Linked DNA regions of Mus musculus: regions 1, 2 and 4 are each linked to region 3. The links are chromatin contacts, called in public Micro-C and promoter capture Hi-C maps. All regions are on one chromosome and are shown on one strand. Each heading gives the region's core, a stretch centred on a gene start, on an enhancer-like site or on the middle of the called end of the contact. The rest is flanking DNA. Distances are from core to core; before and after follow the strand shown. Region 1 has its middle 10 kb from the start of Gm12865. Region 2 overlaps Hivep3 (human immunodeficiency virus type I enhancer binding protein 3). Region 3 holds the start of Frg2f1 (FSHD region gene 2 family member 1). Region 4 holds the start of Foxo6 (forkhead box O6).

Region 1 (6,574 bases), core at 1,548-4,047, 530 kb after region 3:
CTGGAAAGGAGGATTGGTGTGGTCAGGAGACAGGCCCCCCAAATCCGATTACTGCCTACGCCCCCCTGCCCCCCCCCAATCCGGGGCATTAGAGACTAAAGAGATTCTTCTTCTGAAAGGATCACCTGCCAGCACGTGGTGGTGGCCCAGCCAAGCATGGCTGTCGAGAATAGAGCCAGCAGTAAATAGGGCCATGATCGCAGTGAGCTCCCAGCCCACGGAGAGAACCAGGCTGGACCTGGGTCTGCCTGAGACATCAGAGTGAGAACAGCTGAAATCCTGGTCTGAAAAGGCACCTGTGTGGGGTGTGTGCATGTGTGGGCACAGAGTTCCCGGAACACAAGGAGCCTGAGGGGTTGGTAGGGGTGGGGGAGGGAAAGGAGAGACAAGGGCCTTCTGGGGAAAGATCACTGTAGGAAGAGCAGGCAGGCTGGAGTGAGGAGTGTGTGTCTTGTGAGCATGCTGGCTCCTGTGAATGTTTGCAGACACCCCACGGTGGGGGCCCTGGGGAACACCACAGCTGGCTCTTCCATTTTGTGGGGAAACAAAACAAGCCAGGGCTGGGAAACAAGTGCCTCTGCTCAGCCTCTGTGAGGACGACTGATCCCAGCTACTGTGTGGTCTCTGTCTTCAAGGCTTGAGTTGAAGGATATCAAACTGAGCTGCCCTGCTCCCTGCTTTTGCTGGTCTAGAGGGGTCTTGAGCTGGGGCAGGAGATGGACTCTCAGTGATGTCTGTCTTCTGGTCCATGGTAGGGGCTGGGACTGGGCTCTATGTTCCTGTCCAGGGTTCCCACACTATCCCAGAGTGTACATTCACACCTGGATCTGGTTCACCAGCATCGATCATCCAAATCTGGACCATGGAGCACCCAGAGAGCTCACAGCTCCAGATCATGAACACTGACTGGGCTCCAACATCCAGGCTGCAGAGAGCCCCGACCCTCTGATGGAGTGAAAACTCCATCCTAAGAGAAGATGGACCAGATGCATCAGATAGGCGTCCATGACATACATCTTTCTGGATTCAGAATCTTTGCCAGGACCCCCACATCCAGATAAGGATTCTCAACACCCAAACTCTGAATACTAAGATAAGATCCCAACATCTGGACCTGGCACATCTGCACTAGCTTCTAACTCAGACCCAGAAAAGCCCCACCCAAAGGCCACCAATCTCACCCAGAAAGCTCTGAGCTGACCATACTGAAAACTGACTCCCCACCCATCCCCCCGCTTGCCTCTCCCCATCTTTCCTGAATGAGCTCATCTTGAGAGCCCTTCTCAAGTTCCAAGTCTTTTATGGAGCAATCCCTCATCTCTCAGGATGCCCAGGATGGGGGAAGTGGATAGAAGGTCCTATCTATGCCCTTCTAGGGTGGTGCTGGGAATCTAGCTCAGATACCTAGTTGGAAGTGGGCGGAGAGAGCTAGGTGGGAACCTCTCTCAGAGACCCCGCTGTTCCTACACCGTGTGTCCCCAAACAGCCTGCAGGGTGCTGGGCACCCAGCCAGGAAATCCGGTGCAAACCCTTGAAGCTGGCTGGCCTGGTGGAGGTGGGTTGGGCACCATCAACGTGACCAAAGAGTCCCCCCTGGGACAAGGCGGCTTCTGTGCAGTCCCAGTTGATCCCTTGGGGCTTCAAATCCCATCCGGCTGACTGGGCAGCGTGGGAACAAGTGGTATGGCTGGGGGCCTGTGGGTATGAAGGTGAGGGGCCCATGGGCTGAGAGCTGTACTCTGGACAGGGCTCCCAAGTTCCCAGTTAATCGTGAAGTTTTCATCAGACAGGGAAAAGCTGTATTATCAACTGATTTGTCCTAGCTCCCTGCTTGGTTAAAGCCATTACCTGAAATTAGGCACCATAATCAACTGTTTCCTTGAGAGTTAGATAGCATTTTATTCCCAATTGATAAACCAGAAATGAGAGGCTCAAAGAGTTCAACTAAGGTGGAAAGCTAGCTGGGTCTGCGGCTCTCTTCTGCCCTCCCCAAGCATGGAGTTAAGTGCAGGCAGCCAGCTAGCACGCTGGCTTTGCTCCTAGGTGATCACAAAACAGCTAGAGGGAAGCCTGCAGCACAAGGTTGGTGTGTGCTTAAGGTCTCCTTCCTGGTCTTTCTGTATGATGGATCCCATAAATGTATTCAGTCAATCTCTTGGTTAACAGCCATAGGGCCGGAGGGAGGAAACCAGATGAGAGCAGAGATGTAGGAGGAGAGAGTGGATTGGATGGAATCAAGGAAAGGGCTTCCCAGAAGTCTCTCTACTCTGTCCACACAGATGGAATGTCAGGACCCAAAGAAAGGGCCACAGTGGTGGAGATGTGCAGAGATCCACCCCAGCTCCTGGGAACAGAATAAGGAATTCCAGTTGCTGTTCTGGAACTAAAGGCCCGTACACATTCCGCGTCTCTTGTTTGTTATAGATGAGACAGTTTGGGATGGCAGAGGCATGGGGGTGGCCTGGGGTGGGAACGTGCATCTCTGTGGTAGTCTTATCTGTGCATGCCTCTGAGAAGGGACCTGCCACATCTTTGGAGCAACGGCTGGACGTGGCTCTGCGGGTCTGGGACGCTTCACCTTATTGGCATCTTTGTGATCTCTCCTGACCCCCGTGTTTCTGGCCAAACTCTTATCTGAAAATCTTGCATATATCTGGGTTTCTGCCCCTATCCCTGCTTTTTCTCCAGCTCCAAAGAATGCCGCTGTCCTGCCTGAATATGCAGAGGAATGTGGAGGGCAAGGGGAGAGGGTAGCACATGGCCCAGGCTGTTGGCCTACTGGCTATGGAAAACTACTGAGGCCTCCTGGAGCCCAGCAGGCCTGGCCAGACAGGCTCAGAGCCAGGCTCCACAGCAGTCGCTCTTCCAGGCCCCTCCCACTCTTTTCTCTGCAGCCTGGGGACCTGCTGAGATGGGTCCTGTAGTAGGCAAGCGAGCACGGCCTTTCCTCCCACCATCAGCCAGAAGGTCCGCCAGGCCTCTGCCCCTCCCTGGGCGTAGGCATCCCTGGGGGCAAAGAGAAGGGAGTGGGTTTTTTTTTTCCTCTGAAGTCCTTCCTAGGCCTGACATTCTCTTCATTCTGTGAAGGTTAAAGGACAAGTCTACCTTTGTTTCAAGGGCCTCCTGAAAGCAAGAATTCTAGACTCTCTGATCAAGAAAGGTTCCTTATGATAATCTGGTCTTACTCCCCCCCATGTTCTCAGATCCACGGTCTCCCCAAGTTAGCCCTCCATCACGGCTCTTTCAGCACAGGCAAGAAAAGCCGTTTTGTTTGGCTTGAAGGATATAAACGTTTTGACAGATGGAGGTAGGGTTGAACTGACAAGTACTTTAGATGGGGTGGGCGTAGGTAGGCAGGGGAGGGGTATGGCCAAGAGACAGAGCAAAGGTGGGTGGGTAGGTGGGGTAGCTGAAAAGGGTTTGAGCTACACAGAAGGGTTCTCAGATCCCGGGAGGATGGAAGGGCTGCTAGCCTATGGGTTGTTCTGCTCAAAGAGCCAGCTATGGATGCACAACAGGGTGGGAACTCTTGTGGCTAACTGTGCAAGCCTGATCCGCTCCCTTCTGTATGGTGCCCCTCTCGTCTCAGCTAAGAACAGCCTGTCTCTCTCGGGGTTGTGAAGGGTGAATAAGTACGTGAAGTCTAGGTACAGCCCTCCATATCTGATGTGGTGTAGGACGTGCTCAGTCACAGACACACACAATGGCAGGCCTGGCACTGGAACACATGCCTGCAGTCCCAGCAGGAGGCTGGAGACTCTGAAGGTCAAGGGTCAAGGTCATCCTCAGCTGTAGACTAAGTCTGAGGTAAGCCTTGGCTACCTGAGAACTTGTTTCAAAACTGAGGCCTTGTCTCAAAACCAAAACAAAACAAAGCAAGGGTGTGGAGACATGATGGCTCCGTGTTAGAAGTGTTTGCTGTTCCTGCAGAGGGCCCAGATCTGGGTCCCAGCACTGCCATGTGGCTAGCAATCTGTTGTATCTCCAGTTCCAGGGTATTTCTGACATTTCCTTTTGGCCTCCTCAGCCTCTGTATACACACGGTGCACTTACACCCATGCACACAGAATACACATAAACTAAAAGTAAATCTTTAAAACAAAGCCAAAACCCAAAATACAACCCCCAAACCAACCAACCAACTAACCAACCAACCAACCAACCAACCAACCACTCCTACCTCCTATATTTTTGACTAGTCCAGAGGTCCAGAGGGACAAAACAAAACCAGGGGCCAGAAGGAAGCTGGTCCCCGGAGTGGAGTGTCTGCTGGTCCATAATTATATCTCTGAATGAATGGAATAAAGGGCTAGGGAAGTCCTCAGGGGGCTTGGGAGCTGCCTGAAAGTGGGAAGAAAACTCCCACTGAGTGGCCTTGGGTTTTGGCTCTGGGTGGCCACAACCTAGGAAGCCTGTTATGTTCCAGAGAGCTCGGACCTTATCCACGTTCACTACCAGGCCCAGGGCTCCAGGCAGGTGGGGCTGACACCGGAGCAGGAGCCTCTCCGGTGCTGGGCGGTGTAGGTTGGGTTGACGTTATCCAAAGGGAATGAAGAGACAGGAAAGGGCCCCAGGTCCTCTTCCACAGGATCAGAGCGGCGGTCAGAGGGGGCGGAGGAAACCTGGGTGACTGTAACCAAGGACACTTGGTCCCTAGGTTTCGAGGAGGACCGCTGGGTGTGGTGGAGCGTGCCCTTCCTCCCTGCACTCGGCAGGCAGAGACAAGTGGGTCTCTGTGAGTTTTGAGGACAGCTTAGTCTACACAGGAGGCTCCACGCCAGTCAAGGCTACACAGAGAGACCTTGTGGAGAAGGAAAGGAAGGAACACTTGGACAGCCCCAGTCTGAAGAGCTTTGAGAGCTAAAGAGACAAGATAGAGACTTCAGTGGAATCCTGTTTGTAGAGGGAGGCAAAAAACCAAGCTGCGGCCAGCTGAGGAGACTTGAGGGCAGTGAGAGAAGTGAGGCAGAAGGCAGGGCTCACCTCTGCCCAGAAGCTTGCCTGAGGCCTAGGGGATGGGTGGAGGCTGCAAGACTTTGAGCCTCCAGGTGAGGTGGGGAAGGCTCATGCTGCCCAGATAGCTCAGACGGAGGGACTATGGCTCAATACAGCTAAATGGCTTGTACAAAGTCACAGCAAAGTGGACAAATTTCATTATCATACATACATACATACATACATACATACACACAAACAAACAATAACAGAAATTTATTTATGTGGGAAATGGAAAGCAATGTAATGCACATGCGAATTGCTTGCTGTGGCCATAGCAGTAAAACGTGGTCACTGGAGAATTCTAGAGCATTCTAGGCAGAAGCAGGCCTCAGGTCCCAGGTAGTAGAGAGCTACCCAATGCGAGTGCTAGATTCCGAATTCTGGTCCTTATGACTGAACAGCAACCACTCTTAACTACTGAGTCACCTCTCACGGTTTTGTTTCTTTGTTTTGTTCTTTGGAGATAGGGTTTCTCGGTGCAGCCTGAGCTGTTCTGGAACTCACTCTGTAGACCTGTAGGCTGGCTTCCGACTCGCAGAGATCTGCCTGCCTCTGCCTTCCAAGTGCTGGCCTCAAAGGCATGTGCTGCCTCCTCTCAGCCCAGCTACTATATTTTTTGAGACAGATCTCTATTTAGCCTCAAGCACACAGTCCTCCTGCCTCTTGAGTGCTGAGATTTTTGGCCTGTGCCACCACGCCTGGTCTGAGCCACATGTGCCTGCTGTTTCTGAACCCTGTTTGATGCAGCAAATGCTTTCCCTCAGCCATAGTCAGTCCTTGAGGAAGGTCCCTTGTACAGTCAGGGGAACGAGGCTCACAGGTGAGAGCCCACTCAAGCACTTTTGAGCAGAGTAATGAGGAGGTGGGGACAACAGGGCCACTGGTCTGGGAGCTCAGTGTGCATGGGCTTGGGACCCTAGGGTCTCAGAAGGGTTATGGAGGAATTTCTCAAGGCCAACTTCCATCACCATAAACCATGGAGTCTGTAGAGATTCAGTGTGAAACTGCTCCTTGCCTCATGAGTCTTCGGGTCTTGTGGAACTCATTTGAGCCTCAGTTTCTTCATCTGAAAAATGGGAACCATATTTTTTTTTTATCTCTTGCCTGCTGAGGACTGGTGAGAATTGAATCAAATCAGACCCATTGTTTGATGTTGAAGAGTGAATGTTTGGAAAACACTTTGCTGTTTATCTGTATCATATCATTAACCTCGTGGAGATCAGTTCCTTTTTTTTTTTGGTTGCATATTCCAGACAGGAAAACCACAGTTTGGAGAGAGAAGGTTCTCTAATCAAAGAGTAAAGTTGGTTAGTAGGGATTGAAACCCAGGTTTCTAAAACTGAAGGCAAGATCAGACCATGAGTGGGGAGTTGCCGCCCTCTGCTGGTGAGTGTTGGTCACCCTGGAAGGGAAGAGTAGCAATCTGCCTTAACTAGGAAGGGGATGGCTGAGCCCAGAAAAAGCCCTTTCAGCCTTTCAGCCGCTGGGCAGGATGAGTGCAGATCTCAGACAACAGTTGTGGCAGGCACAGGGCAAATTCCAAGCTCTGTTGGGTTTCAAAGTGCATGTCTTCAGG
Region 2 (6,299 bases), core at 1,023-3,522, 590 kb before region 3:
GAAGTGCTATCTGGAGCCTGAGGGCCCTCAACGGGTGAGGAGTTCTCCTGTAGTGTGGGGGGCAGGCAAGGCGGAGCTGCCTCCGAGCATGGCCCAGACAGCTCATCCTGGCTCTCTTCCTCCTCCTCTTCCTCCTCCTCATCTTCATCCAGGTCTGAGTCTGAGTCAGAGTCCTCCAGGTCTGAGAACTGGTGCTCCTCCACAGCCTCGGCGCCCTCTTGCCCCTCTGAGTCCTGGTGCAGGTCATCACTGGTTCCTGAGGGGAGAGCACAGGATACTCAAGATTACAGCCACTTCAGGCTAAGCCCGGTTTCACTGCCTGCCAACTAGGCACAGTGCCACGTGGCAGACGACCAAGTGACATAGCAGATAGAAGAATACTCTGTAAATAATAGTGTACAATGACCTCATGCCTCGACGAACAAGTTCAGCTCTGCGGGCTTTAGGTACGTGAATTCATGTAGCCCTCAAAGAATCCTGGCATCACTGGGGAACTGGGGGTTCTATTCTTACGCTCATGCTGTGGATAAGGAAACCGAGGTAAGGGGGATCAGGTAACCTTCCCAAGTAAGGCCTAGGGCTTCACTGGGGCAAACAAGATCATCTGCTTTCTGGTTTCTCAGTGTGGGTTTCACCACGAGCCAGCTGTAATGCTGTGCCTCAGTCTCTCCTTTTGTTAAGTGGATGTCTCACTGTATGGCTTTTTCTGAGAGGAAAAAATAATGCAGGCCTGGTACACAGCAAGGGCCCAGATAATTACAGCCACTATGACCCCATTACTGATGGCATCTATCACTCTGGGACAGGGCATGCTGGCTGGTCCAGCAGACAGTCACGGTCAGTTAAAATGCAAACCAGATGCTAACATGACCAGGCTGGCCTACACAGCGGCTCTGGGCAGATGGCAGAGTTTAGCTTCTGTGAGTTGCTGGGCTAGGCTGGCCTCAGTCTTTAGGGCAGGCCTGACCCCTGCCATTCCTGCCCTGTGGAGCACTCTGAACGTCAGCTTCCGGGTCTGGATTCTTATGGAGTGGAGGTTTCCATCAGCTGGTGAGGCTGTGCCACCATCAGCAATGGAGACCGAGGCATCCCTGAAATGGTCAGCTGTCCACAATCTGGGGGATGACCTGGAGAGTTTGTGCTCTGTTGGCCCATCACTAGACTGCTGTGACATGACCAGTTTGAACTGGTTCCAGGTGGCCTAATGTGTCCACTATCCCTATCGCTCGCCCGGGCACCAATATTCCATTTTCTCCTGGTCAGGAAAGATAGTCCCCGAGCCCTGGCTCTCCACCATGCCCAGGAGGGCCAGAAACAGTGATGCTAACACCTCCATGGTCAGGTACCAAAGTGGATAACGTGAACATTCACTAGGAAAGAGAGAGAAAATTGTGTGTAGAGAAGGAGTTGTCAGGCAGAGGGAGGTTCCAAGGGCAGAGTTTGGGCAGATGGGAGCGAAGAGACGAGGCCTCGAGGGGAATGGGTGATGGGAGACATAACAGACAGGGGATGGAGGGAGGGGCAAAGCCCTGCATCAGCTCATTCTGCTGACCTAGGACTTTGGCAGGAGCCCTGACTGCAGGCCTCAGGTTTTACTCAGCCCTGGCCCTCACTCACATAGTGAAACCCAAGCGTGGAGAAGGCCACGGCCTGCCCCACAATCATCCAGCTATCTCCTGGCCTAGTCAGAACTAAGGTTCATAGTCCTCACGTCTCACACTACAGTTCAAAATGGCATTATGCTTTGAGAAGCAGATGCAGCCACGAATCCCCACCCTGCCCTCCTCTTGCTGGGTGACAATGGCTGGTTTATGTCCTTTTGTGTCTGCTACCATCTCCTCTGTCTGTGTCTCCCCCTCCCATAGGCAGGTGGCCAGGGTGGCACTGTTAGCATCTGCACATGAAGGCTGAAGCAGGGTCCTGACTGGGGAGGGAGTTGGGGCCAGCATCTCCTGACATCCATCAAGACAGGCCCCAAAGCCCTTCTTTACTGAGGAGAAAGTGAAGGCCCCCTGTATGAGTCCCAGTGTGGCGGGGATGATGGAAGAAGCCCTCTCCAGACCACACTACTTCAGGCACTCCACATCTGATTCCTGCAGGCATCTAAAGGGTTCCCCTGCCTGCTCAGCACCCCCCCCCCCTTTCCTGATATTCCATATGGGCCTTTTTCTGCCTTTAGTGCTTTCAAATCTAGTGGAAGGCACTGGACAGAACCTTCTGGGTGCAGTTTCTAAGACTGGCCACAGGGTGGCAGTGGCTGACAACCCATTCCTTAGCAGTGTGCTGGAGCTAGGGCATCCTGGCTTGGTGCTCTTCAGGGCAGTTCCTGCTACCAACTCTATGTTTAGGATACCCAGATCCTAATGCCCGTCGCTGGGTCTGCCTTGGTGCATGAAGTAACAACTCCATCCTTCCAGTCTCTTAGGTTACAAAGCTTGGAGCCATCCCTGGCCCTTTCCCTCCCCTCCTCTGCCCTCTATGATGTAGCAGGACCATCTATGGGCTCAGTCTCTGAAAGCATCTGGAATCAGACCACTTCTCACCTGAACTGTGCTCATGTGTCTGGCCTAGATCACATCCCTACACCCCTGCTGGAGTTCTCCGCACACAGGCAGAGGACATATGTATCACTCCCATTATACTCAAGGATAGAGGATAGAGGTCAGCCAAGGCCCCCTGTCTTTCATGGTCCTTCATGGTCCCATGTCTGGGCTTATGTTACAGGGCCCTCGCCAGGACACCATCTATAGTAGCCTGGCATGCATTTTGACAACATGGGGGCCTCACATTATAATTTGTGAAGACAGTGCTTTGAGTGGATTGTTGTAAACATTGGTTTATTCAGTGTTAAAAGAAACATGATCTAACTCTTGTTAGATTGCTTCACAAACAGAAAATAAAAACCACAGCTTTCTCCTTTCTTCTCTGCCCCCCACCCCCCTGACCCACTCCCTTCTTCGTCTTGTCACACTAAGCCCTGACCCTGACTCCTGAGAATCTACAGCTAAGGTTTGTCATTCTATCTGCCGCAGCCCCTCTGGCCTCCCTCCTTACCCGTGTCCCCTGCCTTGTCTGCTATCAGTCTGCCTCTAGCTTGTTTCTGATGCTGGAGGACCATAGTCAGGTTGTAGTGATGTGTCAGGGCCGAGAAGGGATGGACCTACCCGATCTAGCTTTGCCTTTCTCAGTGACACTCGCAGTCCCACAGACCACATTGCAGGTTCCTATCAGAAGAGACTTCTAGTTAAGTGCCTGAAGATCTATCCAGGTCCCACTAAGACAACTCAAGGCACGTGTTTAGACTGTGCTTGGCACACACTGGGTGCGCCGAGTTCCCGTTGGGGCTGGCTTTCTGCTGGAACACTAGGTTATACTGAACTGCACAGTGACTGGCTCTGTGGCACTGGGGAGCATTTTATGAATTTAACATTTGCTGCTTCCCAGTTGTTCAGCAAACTAGAAGGGAGGACATAGAAGGGAAAGATGGTGGGAGGGAGAGAGAGGAAGGGGAACAGTAGTAGAAATGAGGGTGTCTGGAAAGGGGGAAGGTCAGGGGTAAGGGGGAGGGATGTGAAGTGGAGAGGGAGTTAGGGAAAGAGGAGGTTGGTACAGTACCTTCTTCGGCTTCCAGCTCCTCCAGCACCCCCGTCTCTTGGCACTTTTTGCTGTGGGCTTTCGACTTCATGTGCTTAGTCAGATTCCCTGGAAAGAAATGAGAACAGACTCATGGCCTGGTGGTAGGGGGAGGGCAATACACAGCTGCCAGGCCACAGCTCCTTACACAAGTGCCGAGGGCTGGGCAGGGGCCAAGGCCTCCTGTGCTCCAGCATGCAGCCAGACTATGCAACTGTAACTGCTACAGAAGGTCAAACACAGGAGCTGGGGCAGGGAGGGCATGCAGCTGGGGGGGAGGGGGCAGGGTACAGTGAGAACCAGAGATGCTGGTTAAAACACAGAGAAGTTGAAAGACCACTCAGGTGCATTTTTTTTCTTCTGCTTCTGTCTTATGTTTGGGCCCCGGGGCTGGTGGCACACTCAGATAAGATGATTTGCAATCTTAAATGCTGGAGTGACATGGGATTCTCATGACTAATACAGTAGCTGCGGGCTGAGAAGTTCTTCTGACCGAGTATACTACAATCAGGCCAATCCTTAGGGTCTAAGCAGAGAAAGCAGGGCATGGTTCCTTGCAGGAGCAGTGAGGTGAGCAGCAAGGGACATGAGCCCCACAGGCTCTGGGACGCAGGCTGGGACTGTCTTAGGGACAGCCCCCTCTCTGGGGCACAGTGCAGACAGAGGACTAGAGTGCTATGGGAATGGGTTGTCCAAGGCTCTGTGAAGCCCTGAGGTACTGCCCCAAGTTGTAGGCCTGGCCCCATAGGCTGGGGAACTGGAGCGATAGCTTCTGAGGCCAGGGTAACAACAACAGCAACAGTGATGTCAGGTTCTCCATGGTGCACACCTGTGACAGGCTGCAGGGTGAGGAGCTCTGTGGACAGCAGGTTCAGGGAGGAGAGGCTAAGCTCCCTGTCCTGTCCCCAGAGAACACAGACAGACGTCACAGGAAGTTCCTTTGGGTTGTGCTCTGAGGACTGTTGTATTTCCACATGGCTGATCCTATAACATGTCTGAAGCTCCCGGGGTCAGGTACGCTGTCCCATGAGCCTTAAATTGTTGAGTCTGAATGGATGGACGGAAGGAGGTAGAATGGAAAGATGGAGTCTCTGGGAACGAGTGCACAGGGGGACGAGGTATGGCGAATGGAGGAACATGGAGAGAAAGATAGAAGCATGAGGACAGATGGACACTGGAGGAGAAGCCGATGGCAGGCAGGCAGACAGAGGAGGCAAGGTCCACGGGGAAAAATAAACAGGGGAACTGGTGGAAGTTGGCCTGTAAGCAGATGGAAAGATGGGCGGCTACATGATCGGAGGATGGATGTCCACACGTGGGAATGTATGGGAGGCCAGTCCAGAGGGGAAAAGGAGAATGGGCAGACAGATAGAGCCGGGGGTGGGGACAAGAAAACCTGTGTGTGTGTGTGTGTGTGTGTGTGTGTGTGTGTGTGTGTGTGTGTGTGCGTGGGGGGGGGGCGCATGAACAGGGACACTGTTAGATGAGTAGACAGGAGACAGAGCTAATGGGAAGAGAGATGGACAGACAGATGAACATAGCCTAACCAAGGGTGATCTCCACTCAGAAACGTCAGGTTTTCGGCTGAGGCTGCTGGGGAAGCACAAGTGAGATTGGGTGAATACGATGGCCAAGACTAGAGAGGACTAACTCCTTCTCTTCCCACTCATCATCCAACTCTACCCTGCCCAGCTTGGGCCTCCTTCCTGCACCTGGATGGAGAGCTCCCGAGCCAGTCGCATGCCCTTCATGCTCATTGTCTGAGCGAGCAGCAGGTGAGACGAGAGAGCTGTAGGCCAGAGATCCCAACTGCCCTGAGGTTCCCGTTCTTGAGTCCCTTCTCTGACTACCCTCAGTCACACCGGTGACATTTGCCATATACGTTATACCTGTAGAGTTTAGATTTCTAGTCAACCAGGCTAGACACACCGCTAGAGCAGTGTTTGTAGTCTCTCAAGAAATGCACTCCAGGAGAAAAGTGGTGGGTGGGATTCCACAGACCATGTCTTTCAACCCACTAGGCTCAGTTCTTCTGTTTCTAATTTAACTCTGGGCGCAGGTGCTGATGACATCATTGGGCAAGATTCTTGGCTGTCCTGGGTGCTGGCAGGGCTCCTGCAAACCAGCACAGTGAAACAACTGGCCCAGAACCACAGCGTTGGCTAATGAAAAGCTCTGGCTAGACTCAGGTCTTGGGACCCTCGAACGTGGCTGGCCTTGCGGTGGTTTTGTAGCTAGATGGCCTGGTGGAGGAGGGTTATGGGGAGGTCTGGGCTCTGTACTGCTAGCTATGTTCCCTGAGTAAGTTTTTCAATGTTCCTTACTCTGTAGGGTCCCGGTTTTCTATTTCTTTAAATACCCACCTCATGGAAATACTGCGAAGGTCACAAGGCAAAGCACGTGGGAGTGAACTACAGCTGGCCCAGAGCAGACCCCACCCCCAGTGACAATCTCTTTTATTTAATATTGTGCCTGTGAATGGTAGGCCATCACTCTACCAGTGAGCTAGGTCTCTGGCTCTGACTCTGCCAGGCAGTGTACTGGACAGGGAAGGGGCTAGTGATCATAGGATGCTCTCACCCTTGAGTAGGAACCTCAGGGGCTCTCTGAAGAGGCAGGAGGGAGCCCAACCCCCAAAGGCTGTCCTGCTCCTGTCAACATCCTGT
Region 3 (6,354 bases), core at 758-3,257:
GAAAGTAGAATAGAGAAAGGAAAACCGTACACACCAACACATCAGTTGCAAGCGCCTGCTCTCTGGAGAATTAAGCAGTAGAGAAGAGCAAGAGCTACTGGTACTGAAAAGATGTCAATTAACTAAGATCTGGTCGATCCCCTAGTAGTCTCAATTTCCTAAGAGTACAACTCTTGATTCTTCCATCAAACAAGTCATCCTCGGCAAAACAAACTGACCTTAACACCTTCCCCACGCTGCCCGGAAGAAATCACGGGGTGGAGGGGAGTAAAGCAGGGCGGGGGAAAAAAAAAAAACAAAAAACATCTCAACCAACTGCAAAAAATGGAGGGAGTGGGAGGGACGGGGCACTACCACGTGGGCAGGATGCAACACACGCAGGACAGCAGCAACACGTCCGCATGCGAAGGCTGCCTTTCCCCCAATGCCAGAGAAGGGCCCGGGGACAGGATGGGAGAGAAGGTGGGACCCTCGCCCCAGCCATTTCAGCCCCGCAGGGCACCCGCGACCCACAAGGCAGCGGCCGCCTTCCCGGCAGAATAGCGCCTGGAGGGCGAGGAGGGGACGCCGCATCGCGCCGGGAACAGGACGAGCCCGGACCAGGTGCAGGTCACGGAGCGACGAGGGCGCGACTGTCGCGGTCCTCCGCGGCCCCGGCATCCGCAGCGCGGGCCCACCTGGGGGAGGGGCGGGCGCGCGCGGCGTCGGGCTGAGGGGCAGCGGCAGCTGAGGAGTGGCGCCGCGGGTGAGGGAGGGCCGCCACCCGGCCGGCCCAGCCTGGCGCCCACCGCCGGCCACAGGGAGCGTGCGCCGAGGACGGCGAGCGCCGCTCGCCCAGGGCAGCCCCCGCCCGCGTCCCGGGAGATGCCCCAGCCCCGCCTCCCCGCCCGCCGCCCCAGCCCCGACGAGACCCTGGCGACGCGTGCTCACCTCAGGCTACGCAGGCCGGGACGGCCCGGCCGAGCCTCCGGCCGCTGCGTGCGTCTCCGTTCCCCGCGAAAGGTCCCAACGGCGCCCTCAGAGAGCGGCCCAGGCCCGGAGCGGCGCCGAGAGTGGCGGCGGCGGCGGCAGCGGCGGCGGGAGCAGCCAACATCCGGGGCCGCGCACCCGGAACTACTTCCCGACCCGCTCCCTCCCACCCCCGCCTCCCGCGACGTCTCAGCGCTCCCGGCCCGGCGTCCTCGGCTCCACGGCCCGCCCCGTCGTTGCTGCGCGATGTGCGAGGGATCCCTCCGCGGGGACAAGTAGTGCCTCTGAGCTCCCGCGGCTCTGCCTGCTTGCGGCCAGCGGGAACCGGCGGTGGGCGGTGCGGAGCGCCTTGCAGTGTTTGCGCCTCGGACTTGACAGCGGCTGGCCGAGGCGGCCCCGGCCCCACTCCCGGGATTCCAACTCCTGAGGAATGCGCCTCGTGACCTCCCCGCCTTCCAGCCTCTGCCTCTGCGCGGCCCCGTCAAGCACCCAGCGCGGATTTTCCCGGCCGCCACCGGGGCGCTTTGGACCTTGCTTGGGGACACGCGTCCTTCGGAATGTCAAGAACCCGGGTTCGAGGCCCCTCCCTACCCAGGCATGTCATCTTGTCATTACCCCTGCCGCGTCATCCTCTCCATCTCAAGTTAGCTGGCCAGGTCGTGGCCTCACTATCAACAGGTGGAGCCTTTAGTAGGGTTGTTCAGACTTCTGGTAAACTTTGGACTTTCCCTTTGGTCTTCCCTGGTCCTACCTCTGAACTGTTAGCGTTGACAATCTGTGCTATCCTGTTACACTTGGTAGGTATTTGCTGCGCAGAAGCCGCGTTAAGTCACGTACTCTTCCCTGCAGCCTCAAGAACAGCAAGTGAAGAGCAGTTGCTCAGTATTTGGACATTAGATGGTTAGATGGATGTCAGTGAGTTTGGTTGATTGAGAAAGCAAAGGTCTGAGAGAATTGACCCTGGCAACCTTGCTGAGCTAAGACAGTGTGAAACCATCCTTCCATTCCTTCATGGAGCATTGAACACTTTCATCTGTCAAGCATCTCCTGGCAATGGGAATTCTAAAGGTTTATCCACTCATTTGTCCAACAAAGACATAAAAAGTCATTGTACCAGGCACTACTGTAGTGCTTCAGATTAATCAGTGAACAGAAAAGGCCGGTGGAGGGGCAAGTATCATTCCCTCATGGGCAGAAAGGTGATAAAAATTATGAATTATGTAATAATGTTAGAAAACATTGAATGATACCTTGGGGGATTGGGGAGGAGCACTCAGGACAGAGCTGTGTGGAACACTAGAAGGAAAATCCTTTTAAAAAGAGCTGCCTGGGTGAGCCACAATAATAAGGCAACTTGAATCAGAGGTTTGAAAGAAGTGAAGGGATTTGATGTAATTGTGGTTAGAACATCCCTGTGAGTGTTAGAAGTAGCGAGGGTCGGGAGAGGTAAAAGATAAGGACAGAGGGGTATCTTGTGGGCTATTGACAGTCTCTCCAGAGCTTTAAACAGTGAATGCTCTGCTTAGAGTACAGGGTAGGAAGTCAGAGGGGGCACTACCCAGGGACAAGGTGATGACCTAAATTAGGACAGAACCACACAGGAAAATAAGACACGGGCTTTTATATTTTTAAGCACTCAGTCTAGGGGCTAGCAAGATGGCCCAACAGGTAAAGGAGATTACTCCACAAGCCTGGAACCAGAACCTAATCCCTGGAATCCATGTAAAGTAGAAAAGAACCAATTCCACACACATGCTGTGGTAAGTGCGCTATACACGTGTACACACACACACCACAATAAATAGTTAGAAAAATAATTCATCTAGATGCATGCTCATAACTTCAGCTCTAAGAAAACTGTGGCAAGAGAATGATAAGTTTGAGGCCACCCTGGGCCACATGGACTCTGTCTCAAAAACAAAGAACTCATAGTCTAGTGAGACATAAGTAAACTGATTACATAACATCATGACAAGGAGAACATAGTCCCAAAGAGGATACCCCCACCACCCCCCTTGCCAGTCTTCCTGGGGAAGGGTAGACTACCGCAGATTCATAGAGAGAATTAGAATTACCTGGTTGGCTGGTCAATCAAGTGGCTCCTCAGTTGAACATAATTAACACTAGCCTTCCCAGCCTCTCAGATCTCAAAGTTCACCTTCCTCCACCTAGGCTTGAGACAGAATACTAAAAAGCAGCCTGGGTGCTGCTCTTAAAGAGACGGGTACAAAGCCAAGCAGTGGTGGCAGACGCCTTTAATCCCAGCACTTGGGGGGCAGGGGCAGACGGATTTCTGAGTTCAAGGCCAGTCTGGTCTACAGAGTGAGCTACAGGACAGCCAGGGCTACACAGAGAAACCCTGTCTCAAAAAACAGAGAGAGAGAGACTGATACAGCTGTTTCCGTTTGTGGGAGGGGTAAATTGAAGCCAGGAGTCACCAGGATTTGACCTGGAGATCAGGATCATAAAAGACCATAGTCAGGAATCTCTCTGAGACACTTAAGTAGAGTCAGCCAGAAGATAAAGTACAAAGACAAGCAGGGACTTGGCTCTAAACCACTTTGGCTACCTCTGTAATGGCTATTCCTGGTTGTCAACTTTATCTGGAATGAACTACAATCAGAATTGGAGGGCACACCTGTGATGCAGATCTTGAGGCTGGAAGAGAAGTTTCAGACCTAGATCTTGGCGTGGAGATCTTGAGCCATAGTGGCCATGAAAAGTTTACACCCAGGCAAGGTAGTACATGCCTTTAATCCCGGGAGACTGAGGCAAGGAAGATCTCTGAGTTCAAAGTCAGCCTGGGAAAGAGCAAGTCCCAGATCCACACTGTTAATCTAGGCCACACCTTCTGCTGGAGACATAGCACAGCTGCCCATTGTCAGGTTAGTTATTAGATTACAGACACACAGTCATCACAATAAATTCACTTAACATATCTCTATATGTTAAGTTGCATAAGTTCTGTGATTCTAGAGAACCCTGACGAATTGCATAAGTTCTGTGATTCTAGAGAACCCTGACGAATACAACTTCCTCTTACAAGTCATGGACAGGACAGGCAGTGGTGGCGCACGCCTTTAATCCCAGCACTTGGGAGGCAGGGGCAGGCAGATTTCTGAGTTTGAGGCCAGCCTGGTCTACAAAGTGAGTTCCAGGCTACACAGAGAAACCCTGTCTCTAAATAAATAAATAAATAAATAAATAAATCAGTCGTGGACTGGACTTCTTACTGTTTAGAATTCTGAGATACCGTCCAGAGATATTCATTCTGGCTTACAGGGTGCATAGAATTAGAGAAAAAACAGATTTACATACCTGCTAGGGTCAGGTGGTAAACCTCTGACTTTGAGGAACAGAACCAGAGGCCACAGAGATTCAAAAGGTGGAGAACCAATAAAATTGTACTTTATATGGGATTCCTGCTATGGATAGAAGGTAAGCTGGTCTGGCTAAAGAAACAAAAAAAAATTAATAATGGTAAGAAGACAGATGTGTCAATTTGCTTTGCTATAGTAACCTGTTCACCATGGGTTTTCATCCCATAACATTTTACTGTATACCTTAAACATAGACAATAAAATTAATTTAAAAAAATTAACAGGTGGAAAAGTACACACAGGCATGCACGCGCATGAGCACACACACACACGATTGCAATGGCCATAGCAACAAGAAAGGTTCTGGGACCTTGCAAGGAAGAAAAGTTTAAAACCAAGGTTGGAAGGACAGACCTAAGTACAAATCTATTATCCCTTAACTTCATGTGTTGCCTATATCAAATTTAGTTTCTCTCCATCTCTGTTACTGTATCTATGAGCTGGAGATTTTAATCACAGAGACCTAGCCAAAGAGTTTGTGCACAGGCGTCATCGAGCCAAAGCCCCCACAGACAGCTGTTCACTATATATGTGGTGGAGAGTTCCCATAGGAAAGAGTGGTTTGCTGTCTTGGGAGATACAGATAGGTTGGGAAGGAAGGGTGGAGCAGGCCAGCTCTCAGAGAAAAGGTGGTAAGCCTAGGGACAGATTATTGAGACAGATTGTGATTCAGAGAGATGAAGGTGTTGCTGTTTATTGTTTTTAGTCTTTCTCCAGCTTCATGTGGATTGTAAATTCCCTGAAAAGGACACAGTCCATTGCCTAGCTGTGAGAACCCTACAAACCAAGCATTGAGCACAGATTGACAGGGTGTTTGACAAGTGGGACTCCACAGCCACTTAGACAGAAAGATTCCTTCTGATCCTTTTCTCTGTTTGTTACAAAAGGCTCGGGGAAATGGGAAATAGGTTTAAAATGAGCCAAGATTTGCAAGAGGGAGAAGGGAGAAACGTGATGCAAGGCCTTCTCATTTCCAGCTCTTGAAGAGCCTTCCAAATTTCCTGGTTATCTTTATCTAACACATAATTCCTTGTATTAGATGTAAAATGTAAAAAGTTACACAGTGGCCACTGGGAAGCTCTTAATACTGCTTACAGCTGCTTAATGACAACACTTGAGTATTAGTCACTCTGCATACTTAAAGAGCGGTCAGCAGTCATTTATCAAGTGCCTACTCACTCCAGGCATTGCGTTAAATATCAAGGAGTTAAGCCTGAATAGATAAACAGTTCGTTCAATGCAAGTCAGCAGAGACTAGTATGTGTGCCATGGAAACAGGGATGAGGCAAACTGTTCAATTGGGTGCAGGAAGCTGTAGGCCTGGAGAGACAAAGGAAACTTCCCCCTCGAAAGGTAAGGGTGGGGTTCAGGCAATAAATGAGCAGAAGTGTGCTATCTAGAGACAGTGGCAAGCTTGGGAATAAAGAAAAACTCAAGTGGGGTGAGAACACCTTGTACAAAAGTGGGAAAGGTTGGGTAGATAGAAGAAGAGGCAAGCTACAGAAATAGGAGTCTTATAAAAGGTCATTAAATACTCATGGCTAATGGCAATAACTATCGCCTGGAGCTAGACCACATTGCTCTATGTAAACTCTCCTTAAACTGAATTCTTCCCTCTGATAGCTTGGCTTTAGTTTCTGACTATTGGTAAAACAAAAGTTAGTTTTCACATCCTATAGGAGCCAAGCAGTTTCTGTAGAAAGGGCCATCTTGGACTCAAGTCCACCACCACCAGTAATAGCCAAAATAATTTATTTGCTAATCTGATAGCAAATGTGCACAGACACACACACACATATACACACACGCACACACAAATCCTTCTCTGTTCCTTGTAACTTGCTTCAAACCTTGGCTCACCTCCACTCTCAGAATCAACTGAGCTAATTAAAAACATAATGAGAGACACAAAGGCACCAAGACAGCTGAGCAAACATAAGCCAATGAGCCGCCTGAATGAAGTATTTACATTAGAGGTAAGCAATCGCGTAGATGAAATGTTGGC
Region 4 (6,548 bases), core at 1,376-3,875, 750 kb before region 3:
TGAGTGAACAAGAAAGTCAGTGTGCCCTAGTGAGTGTGTTAGGGAGCTGACCGTGCCAGACATAGGCCCCAGAGGACAGGACAGACAGCAGCTGTGGCCACTAGGCAGGCAGGGGCAGAGCAGATCCTGAGTCAGCCTCTGGGCATTTCTGCCAACCTGGCTTCCCAACCCTGCAGTGACAGCCTGTGCCAGAACCCCCAGCTAAGTTTCATCCAGCCATGGTGTGGTCCCCAGCAAGCTCTCATGTCACACTAAGAGCCAGGCCTGATCTCAAGGATGGCAAGAAGCTAGCCTCCAAGGAACTCAAGAAGTAGAGCCAGTGTTGACTCCCCAGGCAAGAAGGGCATCTATGAACTGTGGGAAGGGGCCAGCAGTGATTTCAGCCCTGGATGGTTCTAAACAGAACCACCTGGAGCATGTGTATATGTAAGGGGGTAGCACATAGTTCCCATACCCACCCCTGCCTTTGGGACGTGACTCAGGCTGATGTTAATCATCTGCAAAATGGGCTTGCTCCATCCCCCATCCCCTGGGAGAGCTCCAGCCTGTCAATCAAAGCCCTACCTGCTTTCACTTACTTCTATCCTCTCCCTGGGCTTCAATCTGAGGAAAGGAAGTTTTTAAAGAGGAGGCTGTTTCCCTTAGTGAGAATACAGCTCTTCTACTGCCCAGAGAACTCCACCTCCCTAGTCCCTTTAGGAAGCAGGTACTGGCCAGGAGGAGGTTAAGACTTGGAAACTCTAGTGTTGGACATGTTAATTTTGGTAGGTTGCTTCCCCCACTCTGGACCTCAGTTTCCTGATCAGCAAAACAGGAGACTGTGCCAAAGGGACATGAAGGTTTGCTGGCAGGGCAGCAAGCATCTGGGCAAGCAGGGAATAGTCAGGCATGTGAGGGGGTTTGAGTTAGAAGAAGTGCCAGGGTTAGACTGATGTTTAAGCTGAGTTTTGGTGGAGGCCTCACAGCTGGGAATGTTTGTAGGCATACGGCATAGCCTGAGCATAGGCTGGCAGATGGAGTGGTGACTGGAGACTTAGCCTCCCGGACCCTTTGGGATGAGGTAATGGACTGCATAACCTCTTAGGAGCTGCTCCCTTTGAGGTCACGTGACGATGGGATTAACATCTGAGTCCTCTACTAGTCTATACAGTAGGGACCTCATTTGTCTCCATTTGCTGCTCTTACCATAGAGCCCTGAAAGAAGACAGGAACAATGAAAATGTTCAATATATACCCATTAAACGAGTGAGTTCCTCCCCAACCGTTCTTAACTTTGGGGGTGAGCACTTGTTTCAACAGCCCCTTTGGGAACCTTCCACAGCCTGGAAGACAGTGGTACCTAAAGTGAGGTCCCTAGTGCCTGTCAGCTTGCTAGAAATGTGAAGTCTCGGCCCCAGCACAGACCTGCCGCCAGACACTCGACGGTCGGGGTTCAGGCATCTGTTTTAATCCTCTGTAGGATAAAACCTACCACACACTGAACTTTGAGAACCAATGCTCTAAAATTGTGCTTGCAAGCACAGTAAAAGCCCAGGAAGCCCCATTTGCACAGAGAACAGGTAGGGTTGTGGTATAACGCCTGGCCTACAATCCAGGAATTATCAAACCATTTCTTTTCCCTAGACTGGTCCATGGCACAAAGAGACGAGAGTTAGATCAACCCTTAGTCTGGCTGTTGGAAGGAAGACTTGGAAACGTCAAGGGTCCAGAAGAGGAGGGCGGGGCATTTCTGGGGATGGTAGAAGCGGGGAGGGACCAGTGTTCCGAGCCCCGCCCCATTTCTGTTGCCCCGGGAAACCCCGGGTTGTAACAATAACCTGCTGACGCGCTCCTGGGAGGAATCCTTTGAAGGTTGTGGGCGGGGCAGCCCCGCTGTGCACCAATGGAAGCACTCGGGATCCGCCCCTACGTTGCCCTCCCCGAGCCCGGCAGGGGGCGGGGCCGCGCCAGACGTTTCTCGCCTGCTCCCTAGGGGGCGCTGTGGCGTGCGGGGCTTCGGCGGGGTCGCCCTTAGCGGGAGCTCCACGCCCCCCACAGTCAGCAGGCGGGGCACCCAGTAAGCAAGGATTCCGCGGCCCTGGGCGAGCACGCCCCGCCTCCTTTTGCTCCGGGTCCGCCCCGTCCCCGTCCCCCGCCCATCCCGAGGTGCAGCCGGCGCTGAGCGCGGCAGGCGCGGGAGCTGGCGCTGGAGCCGGAGCGGCGGCGGCATTCACGGGGCGGCGGCGGCGCGGGCTCTGGCACGGGCTCGGGCTCCGGCATGGTGCAAGCCAGCCTCGTCCCGGGAGAGCGGGGCCCGCGCGCGGGACCGGCGCCCGCGGAGCGGCGGCAGCGGCGGTGGCGGTGGTGGCTGCGGGCACAGACAGGCGGCAGGTGCTAGAAGCTGGGCTGGGCGAGGTGTGTGCCCGCTGGGCTCCCGGGCCGCCGCCCCCTCACTGCCTGGGTCTTTGCCTCCCTCCGTGCTCGCCAGTTTGTCCAGCCTCCTGCCTCCGCTCCCCGGCCCATGGCGCCCCGCGGTTGAGCCGGCGCCGCCAGGGACCCCTCCCGCGGGCCTCCCCGGGGCGCGCAGATCCCAGAGCCGCGCGCCCACCCTCCGCGGAGCCTCCCTCCCTGCCTCGCCCGAGCCGGGCGGGACCATGGCTGCGAAGCTGCGAGCGCATCAGGTGGACGTGGACCCGGACTTCGCGCCGCAGAGCCGGCCGCGCTCGTGTACCTGGCCTCTGCCGCAGCCGGACTTGGCCGGCGACGAGGACGGGGCGCTGGGTGCAGGAGTAGCCGAGGGTTCCGAGGACTGCGGGCCGGAACGCAGGGCGACGGCCCCAGCGATGGCCCCAGCGCCTCCGCTGGGCGCAGAGGTCGGACCCTTGCGGAAAGCGAAGAGCTCCCGACGGAACGCGTGGGGGAACCTTTCCTACGCCGACCTCATCACCAAAGCCATCGAGAGCGCCCCGGACAAGAGACTCACGCTCTCGCAGATCTACGACTGGATGGTCCGCTACGTGCCCTACTTCAAGGATAAAGGCGACAGCAACAGCTCGGCCGGCTGGAAGGTGGGGCATCCGGGCTCCGGGCAGGCTACAGGGAGGGGGGCTCTGGAACACCCCTAGGGGTCATGGAGTGCGCGCCCAGGGCGTGGGGCAGGTCAGTTGACAGGCGGGGGCATGCTGGCAGCAGCTGTATTCATTCATGTCCCCTAGGAAGGATGCGCGGGATTGGAGGTCTGGTAGGGTGACAGGGGATACCTTTTTGAGGCATCCCAGAGGATTATCCCTGGCCTGTCATTGAGCGTATAATAGCATAACTCATTTCCAGACCACGGACAGTAGGGAGCCCCCTTTGTTTTGTGTGACTTGTTTTACCCTCTCCACCAGGGTACTTGCTTTAAAGAGCTGGAGTCATGACCCGGGGCTCCTGTCTGCTTTCCCTCTCAAATCTTCCCTGGCCTTCCTGACACTGGCCCCATGGTGAAGAGTGCTAACAGATCAAGCCTCCCCCCCCCCCAACCCCATGCAATTCTTTCTATAGTGTTGAGAGTTCATCCTGGAGCCTAGTCGGGGTGAAAAGCATGGCAGACCACCGGAGATGAGTTCTTCATGGGGCAGTTGTCAGCCCCTTCCCTGGTACAGCATGGGGTGGGGGAGGTGCTTTAGGCTCCCTGCTGGGACTTGTGGGAATGGTGTTGAGGTCTGGGGGGGGGGTCTATTTCTACCCACTCGGGCAACTTATCTCTCACTTCCCTGGCTTTCTGGGCTCAGATGCACTTAAGGAGTGGGGCACCCCTAGAGAGACCTCAGTGGCAGGCAGTGGAAAGGGGAGAGCCATCTTGGGAGAAGACTTGGATGGGGGCTTTACTGGATTGTAGCTTCTAGATCCAGCTCCTCCTCTGTCCATCTTGTTGGGAAATGGGGCTAGCCTATGCACTTGGGGGTGAAAAGGCATGAGGGGACCTCTTGTGGGAGAGGTAGTCACTGTGAGGAAGACATGTCTGTGACCAGAGATGAGGCTGTTTGGGGTGTTGATTGGCAGCAAGATCTGAGGAGAGGGGCAGCAGCCATGGCCAGATCTAGATGCACTTGGGAGTCCTGATCTGGGAGCCCCCGGCTCTTGGGATTCCTGTACACTGGCATCTTCTTTGGCTCTCCTTGACCATTATGGGGCAGGAACACAAGACACAGAAGTAGACCTGAGTCTCATCCCCTCCATTTTCCAGTCCCCTACATCTCAGTTCCCACCAGAATACAACTTTCTCTCAAGTGTGCCCTGCTCTTGGGCTTGCTCTGCTTCTTGTCTGCTGTGTCCACCTTCCTTCCACTCCTTCCCAGAGATGTAGTCACTCTCCTCAGGGCACAGGGTCCCAGTGCCTCCTCCAAGAAGCCTTCCCTAACACTTGTTAGCTAGCTCAGGACTCCCACCTACCCACCTTTTTTTTTCCTGGCCCTAAGGCATGCATCATGAGTCAATCATGTGTGCCCTACCTCCTGCTCCCTCCCTCCCTCCTTTACTTTTGAACGACGGTGTCAGTGTTAGGACTCTTCTGTCCCCATGGCACCTTACAGAGAGTCTGGCCCAAGAAGCCACCAGTGTATGCATGCTGAGAGTAAAGAGATGGGTAGATGGTAAAAGAGACTGTGGATTGGCGAAGAGTGCCAGGACCTGAGCAGATCAGGAGGGCTTCCTGTAAGAGGCAGAGCTCCAGCAGGTTTGGATGGATGAAGGAGACTGGGGAAAGATAGGAAGCAGGGATTTGAAGCTAGAAGCCTGGAGGCAGCTGCAGTTCTGAGCAAGCATGTTGGGGCCGAGCTCTGTGCCAGACTCTTCCCATATCTTTAAAGCTCTCAGTAGTCCCTGAGCTGGGTTTTACTATAACCATTCATAGGGGTGGTCTCTGAGGCCCAGAGGACGAGAGTCAATTAACTGCCTAAGGTTCTACTCCAACCAAGGTATGTCACCCACCTCTCCCGGTCCCAGCAAGCCTCTGGAACATGCCTGGCTAGCCCTGGCGAGAGGAAGCTGCTGCTGGTGTTGAACAGAGGCCGACATAAAACATAGGATATGATGGCAGCGTGCTTAGAGATAATTGAGCCCCATGAGTTCATTTCTCAGACTGTGAGACTGAGGCCTGGGGAGGTAATAGGACTCTCCCCTGAGAGTGTCAGCAAGCAGTAAGCCCTGGATAAGGACCCGAATCTATCTGCCCATTGACTGCAGTTCCCACCGCACCATACTGTTAGGGGCATGCTGGTCCTCCCTGTACCTCATTCCCAGTCCTGGACTGGAGCACTGGGTGAGCAGCCCCAAGCTTTGCTTTTACTTTTGGTCCTGGCAAGAAACCACCCAGACACTGGAGGGGATCTAATTCAACCTGTCTCATCATTGGGTGTCCCCTTTTACACTCCTGTTCCCCCAGGGTGCCTCCATTCTCTCTCATTCCTGGAACTTACTGCCCTTGAACCCCTTCTGGCACTCCCAGTCAATTCCTTCAGAAGCCTGGAGGAGGAGCTATCTCCAGCTCTCAATCTCAGCTTGACCAAGGCTGGGAACACCTCAGGTGCCAGGACCAGGCATCCATTATTCCTTCATCCATTTCATCCCCCACAAAAGTGTTGCCCTTGAAAGCCTGAATGGTACCATACCTCAATCCCATGGGGGTCAGAGGGTGCTATGACTCCTTACGGGGACCAAAGTTCTTGGCCCCACCTTCAGGATGCATTGCTCTGAGCAGCTTCCACATTCAGACCCTGTTTTTTTTTTTTTGAGATGGGAAAGGCTGGTGGGTGGGGCAAAGGGCTGGGGAAAGTGAGTTCCATATTCTGGGGAGTCCGATGTTCTCTCACGGAGGGGTTGGCTTTGATCTGGGGGTGTCTTCTTGGTTAGGGAAAATTAGGGAGATAGTTTTGTGATGGGGTGAAGAAACTGCACGTTCAAAAGCAGAGAGGAGGAACTGTGCCTGCTGGATTTGGGGGTGCATGCAGTTGCAAACTAGAACCTAGGGCTCTTGGGCTGACCGGAAGTGATCCTGCAAAGGTGGAGTGGTCACCTTCAGAAAGGAAGGGAAGAGAAAAGCTGATGTACTGGGCCTTTGTCCTAAAGTTCCATCTGTAATGAGGAGAGGGGGTCCCAGTGCTGCAGAGGACAGACAGACTCAGGCCACCCAAACCAGACAGAGGCCTGGAGAGTTGGGACTATCTGTGGTTGTACCATAAGGGCTAGTGCCATTCCCCCTGGGGACAGAGAGTATCAAGCCTGGGCTCAGGGCTTGGCAAGGAGTGTAGTGGCCCTAGAGTTGTGGCCCTGGAGTTGTGGCTCCCACAGTAGACCCTCCCTTTCTTTCCCTCTCAGCTTCTCCATAAATCCCATGTTCCTTTGGCCTTGGCCTCTTACGGGAAGTCTTCCTGGCTGCACTGTCCTGCTGTTCCTTCCACTGAACGCCTCTGGAGTTGTTCAACTCCTTTTGTGTTTCCTGGCTGCCAGTCCTTGGGGAGCTCCCAGGCCAGGCCTGGGCGCCTCCCATTTCTGTCCCTAGGCCCAGAGGGGTGGAGCCCAGTGGATGG

The links. Promoter capture Hi-C pulls out the DNA fragments that hold promoters and counts their contacts. Hi-C and Micro-C count contacts between places; a contact is called where the count stands out from the background. Capture Hi-C pulls out chosen DNA fragments and counts their contacts.
Region 1: a contact with region 3 is called in a Micro-C map of embryonic stem cells, with 2.8 times the contacts expected there. The contact joins the enhancer-like site here to the promoter of Frg2f1 in region 3. A contact is called at or near these places in 1 of 39 promoter capture datasets (stem cell-derived epiblast-like cells), 2 of 484 Hi-C or Micro-C datasets (the G1E-ER4 cell line and embryonic stem cells) and 1 of 9 other capture datasets (liver).
Region 2: a promoter capture Hi-C map of hippocampal neurons shows a contact between it and region 3, with 6 times the contacts expected there. The contact joins the enhancer-like site here to the promoter of Frg2f1 in region 3. A contact is called at or near these places in 6 of 39 promoter capture datasets (the 3T3-L1 cell line, embryonic stem cells, hippocampal neurons and 2 more), 2 of 484 Hi-C or Micro-C datasets (cerebellum and cerebral cortex), 5 of 115 datasets of contacts at active chromatin or transcription factors (astrocytes, embryonic basal ganglia, embryonic forebrain and 2 more) and 3 of 9 other capture datasets (adipose tissue, liver and macrophages).
Region 4: a promoter capture Hi-C map of adipose tissue shows a contact between it and region 3, with 2.6 times the contacts expected there. The contact joins the promoter of Foxo6 here to the promoter of Frg2f1 in region 3. A contact is called at or near these places in 1 of 39 promoter capture datasets (the 3T3-L1 cell line), 1 of 115 datasets of contacts at active chromatin or transcription factors (embryonic stem cells) and 1 of 9 other capture datasets (adipose tissue).

Annotation. Positions count from the first base shown.
Region 1 is chr4:119,004,979-119,011,552 of GRCm38.p6, reverse strand. No RefSeq gene overlaps it. Among named protein-coding and RNA genes, the nearest start is that of Gm12865, 10 kb to the right of the region's middle. Within about 2 kb of position 2,797, at least 66 of the 459 cell types and tissues checked have an H3K27ac peak or open chromatin away from gene starts, as enhancers often do. A contact at or near this core is called in embryonic stem cells, where this site is marked.
Region 2 is chr4:120,125,679-120,131,977 of GRCm38.p6, reverse strand. It overlaps Hivep3 (human immunodeficiency virus type I enhancer binding protein 3), which reads right to left. Exons shown (of 9, transcript NM_010657.3): 7 at 3,616-3,702; 8 at 1-256. Among named protein-coding and RNA genes, the nearest start is that of Edn2, 32 kb to the left of the region's middle. Within about 2 kb of position 2,272, at least 44 of the 459 cell types and tissues checked have an H3K27ac peak or open chromatin away from gene starts, as enhancers often do. A contact at or near this core is called in cerebellum, cerebral cortex, embryonic basal ganglia and 1 more, where this site is marked.
Region 3 is chr4:119,534,422-119,540,775 of GRCm38.p6, reverse strand. It overlaps Frg2f1 (FSHD region gene 2 family member 1), which reads left to right and starts at 2,007. Exons shown (of 4, transcript NM_001004178.1): 1 at 2,007-2,168. Foxj3 (forkhead box J3) reads right to left here and starts at 1,115. Exons shown (of 13, transcript NM_172699.3): 1 at 931-1,115.
Region 4 is chr4:120,283,338-120,289,885 of GRCm38.p6, reverse strand. Foxo6 (forkhead box O6) reads left to right here and starts at 2,625. Exons shown (of 2, transcript NM_194060.1): 1 at 2,625-3,047. The coding sequence starts at 2,634.